2 separate regions of the Hordeum vulgare genome follow, and region 2 is linked to region 1. Evidence: chromatin contacts called from public Hi-C data. All regions are on one chromosome and are shown on one strand. Each heading gives the region's core, a stretch centred on a gene start, on an enhancer-like site or on the middle of the called end of the contact. The rest is flanking DNA. Distances are from core to core; before and after follow the strand shown.

What was found. Hi-C and Micro-C count contacts between places; a contact is called where the count stands out from the background.
Region 2: a contact with region 1 is called in a Hi-C map of leaf, with 4 times the contacts expected there. The contact joins the promoter of LOC123427330 here to the promoter of LOC123427326 in region 1. A contact is called at or near these places in 2 of 6 Hi-C or Micro-C datasets (leaf and seedling).

What each region holds. Positions count from the first base shown.
Region 1 is chr2H:567,094,575-567,097,164 of MorexV3_pseudomolecules_assembly, forward strand. LOC123427326 (thioredoxin M2, chloroplastic-like) reads right to left here and starts at 1,289. Exons shown (of 2, transcript XM_045111338.1): 1 at 831-1,289. The coding sequence starts at 1,233.
Region 2 is chr2H:567,299,056-567,301,645 of MorexV3_pseudomolecules_assembly, forward strand. It overlaps LOC123427330 (probable galacturonosyltransferase-like 3), which reads left to right and starts at 1,276. Exons shown (of 1, transcript XM_045111345.1): 1 at 1,276-2,590. The coding sequence starts at 1,389. The coding sequence ends at 2,411.

The DNA of each region.
Region 1 (2,590 bases), core at 39-2,538:
CACTTACGATGTTTCCGAAAAGGGTAAACAGGATTTGTGTACAGAGATCCGGTATTTGCTCGTTTATGTGTCACTGGACAAGAAAACACAGTTACGCTGAAGGGAATAATGTGATGAGATACATTCAATCCTCTCAGGGTCAATGATATGGTGCAGCCTCGTTGCCTTAAGTGTAAAGTGTTTCAGGCACAGTAATAACAAATCTCCGTCAACCAAGCACACAGGTACTTATCAGTAAGTTAAACAACTATTGAACGGTCTAGTATCTATAATAACTCACATTTAACACGATTCCATATTTAGATACAAGCGCCCCCTCATAAAAACAGATGTGTGACAACATTAATAGTTTAAGAGAAGCCCAAGTCTGCTCAATGACGGAGCTGAATACACCAACAGCGTGCTGGTTGCGGTTGGTACAGCAAGCTTCCCAGGTAACTCAGGCGCAAGCTCTACAAATCAAAGCAACAGATGCATGCATGAAGACATGTACGCTGGCACCAAAGCAGAGACGTCGAATATGGAATTTTGCTAGAAAAGGAGTAAAATCCATAGCCTCGCGTCCACATCGCTATGCTCCTAACAACCGCGACGTCGGGGGACCCACGTGGAAGCGACCCAGGACGCGATTGGCTGATTCCCCGAAGCAAATCCATCCTAATCCTGAAACACAAAGGCTCATCTCGTGTCTAGACGCATCGAAAACGCACGGAGAGATGCAGGCAGACGCATTAATCGGATCGGTGTCTCGCCACCCACCAAATCTCATGCAACAGAACACGGATCAACAGAGGATGATCATGCAAGCTGGCGCGTCATGGTAATACTACCTTGGATGGTGGTGTCCTGGCCCTGGACCGCGCGCACCACGGACGCGCCGCGGCGGACGCCCCACCGGCGGCTCCCGGCGGGGCCTGAGACCGCGCGGAGGGCCTGGGCCTGGGCCTGGGGACGCGGGCCGCGGGCGGGCGGGAGCGCGTGGTGCGGGCGCCGAGAAACCGCGAGCGAGGCGGCGGCGAGGGGCGAGGAGGAGGCGGCGACGGAGGCCATGGCGGTGGCGGTGGAGGTGGAGGTGGGGATGGGGACGGGGGGAGAGTTCCGGAAGCACGGAGAAGAGCGCGTTTGTTGTGATGCGGGAGGGAGGGGGGCGGTTGGGGACGACGGATGGAAAGGGAGGCGGGGGTGGCTGGCTGGCTCTTCTTGTTTGCTGCTCGCGTGTGTTGGTGGTGTCATGTGGTGGCCTCGCGCGCCGGGCTCGGTCGGTCGGTTGGTCGTTGCAACGGTGAGCTGGCGTTTTGGCTCGCTTGGCACGAGGGATCAGGGGAGGCGGGTACACGACGGCGCGTTGTTTTCGCTCTTCCGTCGACAAGTTGCCGCCTGAACCGCAAGTGTGAGTGAGGTATAGAGTGACCGTACAGTGAAGATGCAGTGCGCGCGGGGCGGAACGAAGATGAACGCATGGAGGGGGTAAGTTTGTTCATGAAAATTCATGTTTTACTAGTATTAAAGAAGAATTACTAGTATTAAAGAAGAATCAATTCATTAAGGCCTCGTTTGGTTAAGGGGGATTAGGGAGGTTTTGAGAGGGATGGATTTCAGTTGATTCCACCCAATCCTCTCAAATCACCGGAGTTTTGCTTTCACTAGTCCCTCGAGTAGGGTTTTGAAACACATGGATAGAAAGGGATTGAAGGGGAACGGAGGGGATTGGGTTAAGCAAACCCCTCCTATCAAATGGGCATCCGAGGATATGTGGGGTTTCTGACCATTCCGAGGATTTTCCTCTAAAAACCTCCCCGACCCCCCTTAACCAAACGAGGCCTTAGGCCTCCCTCCCTTGTCCTCCCTTAGATCCGTATCTGCTAGCGGTTGAGCCTACCACAGCTAGCAGTACGGGCTGCTACCTCTTGCAGCATGCAGAGGTTGACAAAGAATGAGTACGAATTATAGCATCTTCATCGGATATCTTTATCATTAAATATGTAGCCGCAAACTTTTAAAATATAGAAGGATGCTGCAGCTTCCCCAGTATACTTCCTAAATACTGTGGGAGGCGTAATTTATCTCACCTTTCTTTCAATGTGCATCACTAAAAAGTAACAAATTTCACATGCCCACAAAGGTGGCCATGTGGGCAAGCCCAGCCGATATGGTCCGTGTTGGCCCTTTTATAAAAGAGTTGTGCCGTGTCGTCTAAATGTATGCGAAATCATTAGTTGAAGAGTATTTCTTTCAAAAATCATTCTTACCTTTCGGATTGTGACAAATGACGTACAACATGTGTGTGATTTGTGGTAACCTAAGACTTTTTTCTTTTTTTGTCGATTCGTAATTTTAAAACGTTTTATCTTTTAGACCGTGTGTTAAATCTTGATCTGTTTTTATCAGTAGATTCTTCGAGCCGAGATATTAAAAAACAGATACCGTGTTGATAGGTTTTGACGATTTTTTTTCATGAAAAAACGAGACCAAAAAACCGTACCTCTCGCGGAAGAAAAAAAGCGTGTTTTTTCATTTCCTCTCGCAAAAACAAAACCCCGCCTCTCGTAAAAAAATAAATACCACATTTTTTCGTTTCTGAAAGGCATGA
Region 2 (2,590 bases), core at 26-2,525, 200 kb after region 1:
AGGTGGTGATGTCGTATTGGCTTGAAATGGTAATTGCAGTTTGTGGGGCATGTCAAGTGGCAACGATGACACATGATGTGTGGAGTAAAGGTTAAGTGTTTCTTTAAGACTTGTGGTGGATGAAGTCAGAGATGTGGACGGACTATGTTGTGTCAATTTTGTCTCGCGATGGGTGGCAGTGTTTAGGATGTGTTGGTTCAGGCTGGCTCAGTTTGATGAGACAATGTTTTTTTTTACATGTCGGTGATGCTAAGATGTGGAGTTAGAGTCGACGAGTCGAGGGTGCTTCAGTTGATGGCAATGGCGATGACGCTGATGAGCAACATTGAGGGTTGGTGCATGCACTTGCACTTGTTTTTTTTTGTTTGGCTTGTTCAGGTATGTGCTGAGTCTGACTTGTTGTGGCCAAGACACCATCAAAATTAACAGTGATGGCAGTGTGGCGCTTCAGCATAGCAGAAGTGACGATGGAGAGGTAACTCGCTCTAAGCAGGGCTTAATTGCTGCCTGGTGCAAACCCTTTGGTGGGGTGACTAATCCCCTTGTTGCAGAGACCTTGGCATTGTGGGAAGGTGCTCTTTTTTCTCGGTTGAGAGGCTTTTCGAAGGTGATTTTAGAGACATATAGCTTGGAACTGGTTCAGCTATGGCATTTGCGTCACAATTCTCGCTCAGTTGTGGCGTCTATCTTGAATGAAATAGGGGAGCACGTAGCTTTCTTTTCTTCTTTTGGTATTCAGCTTTGTAATAGAGCGGCCAACACGTCTGTCCACTTGTGTGCAAAGCAAGCTAGCACTAGAGAGGTGACAGAGTGCTGGATGCAGTCGCAACCTAGCTTTCCTGTAACTTGCCTCCATGCAGATTTTGCCGGGGCTTTTGCTAAATAAATTCCCATATTTCCTGCTAAAAAAAACATGCCGTCCGAGGTAATGTAGTCAGTGCCTAAGAATGAGCTCAATTAACTTCCATCTCGAAAAGTAGGCCTTGCATGGGTCTCGTGCGAGCCTTACTAAGCTTCGCCCACCGTCACGCTGAACTAATAAATCGAAAAAAGAGCCCACGCAAATATGGAGGAGGGTCCGAAAAGTGGAGGCCCCGTCGAAATCGTAACCAACCACCAAGAGCCCAACGTCCGGAAAAAAATCCCAACGAGAAGCCCCGGAAAACCCACGCGGAAACCCCACACGTCGCCCTCTTTCCAGCCTGTCCTCCCTCCCTCCCCTCCGCCGTCTCCGCCTCTTAACTCTGCATCTCCCCCCGCCCCCCACCCGTGCCGACGGTGCCGTGCCCATCCAAATTCCATTCTCCTCTCCGTTCTTTACCTCCCCCCCTCTCTCGGATGGGAGGGGAATAATAAAGGCGCAACCCCATCCACCCCACGCCCCCGCAATGCGCCTCCTCGCCGCGCTCCTGCTCTTCGCCGCGGCGGCGGCGGCGGCCGCGGCCGAACTGCCCGAGTTCAGGGAGGCGCCGGCGTTCCGCAACGGCGCGGGGTGCGCGGGGGCGCCCACGATCCACATCGCCATGACCCTCGACGGCACCTACCTGCGCGGCTCCCTCGCGGGCGTCCTCTCCGTGCTCCGCCACGCCGCCTGCCCGGAGTCCATCGCCTTCCACTTCGTCGCCTCCTCGGCCTCCCCGGCCCGCCGCCTCGCCAGGCTCCGCGCCGCGCTCGCCGCCGCCTTCCCCACGCTCCCCGCCACCGTGCACCGCTTCGACGCCCGCCTCGTCCGCGGCAGGATCTCCTCCTCCGTCCGCCGCGCCCTCGACCAGCCCCTCAACTACGCCCGCATCTACCTCGCCGACATCCTCCCCCGCTCCGTCCCCCGCGTCCTCTACCTCGACTCGGACCTCCTCGTCGTCGACGACGTCGCGCGCCTCTGGGCCACCGACCTCGGCCCCGACGCCGCCCTCGCCGCGCCCGAGTACTGCAACGCCAACTTCACCCTCTACTTCACCGACGCCTTCTGGCGCCACCCCGGCTACCCCACCGTCTTCGCCAACCGCACGCGCGCGCCCTGCTACTTCAACACCGGGGTCATGGTCATCGACCTCGACAGGTGGCGCGCCGGCGGGTACACGGCCAAGCTCGAGTACTGGATGGACGTGCAGAAGCAGGAGGCCAGGATATACGAGCTCGGGTCTCTCCCGCCCTTCCTCCTGGTGTTCGCCGGCGACGTGAAGGCCGTGCAGCACAGGTGGAACCAGCACGGCCTCGGCGGGGACAACGTGGCAGGCCAGTGCCGGGAGTTGCACCCGGGGCCGGTGAGCCTGCTGCACTGGAGCGGCAAGGGGAAGCCGTGGCTGCGGCTCGACGCTGGCCGCCCGTGCCCGCTGGACGCGCTCTGGGCGCCCTACGACCTTCTCCGCCGCGGCGGCGCCCGTGACGACCTGCTCGCCGCCGTGGCCTGACAATGAGCGGCACACGTCGCTGGAGTGACAAGTCAGTCGTCCGAGTCCGGATCACGGCCCATGACCCGGCTCGGTTGCGGCGTCGCCGTCGTCGGGGTCGGTGTCGGTGACTCGGTGTAGGGGCAGTGACGGACGGACACGCCGTACATGGTGGCCTCACAGGATGGGATGGGCCCGGC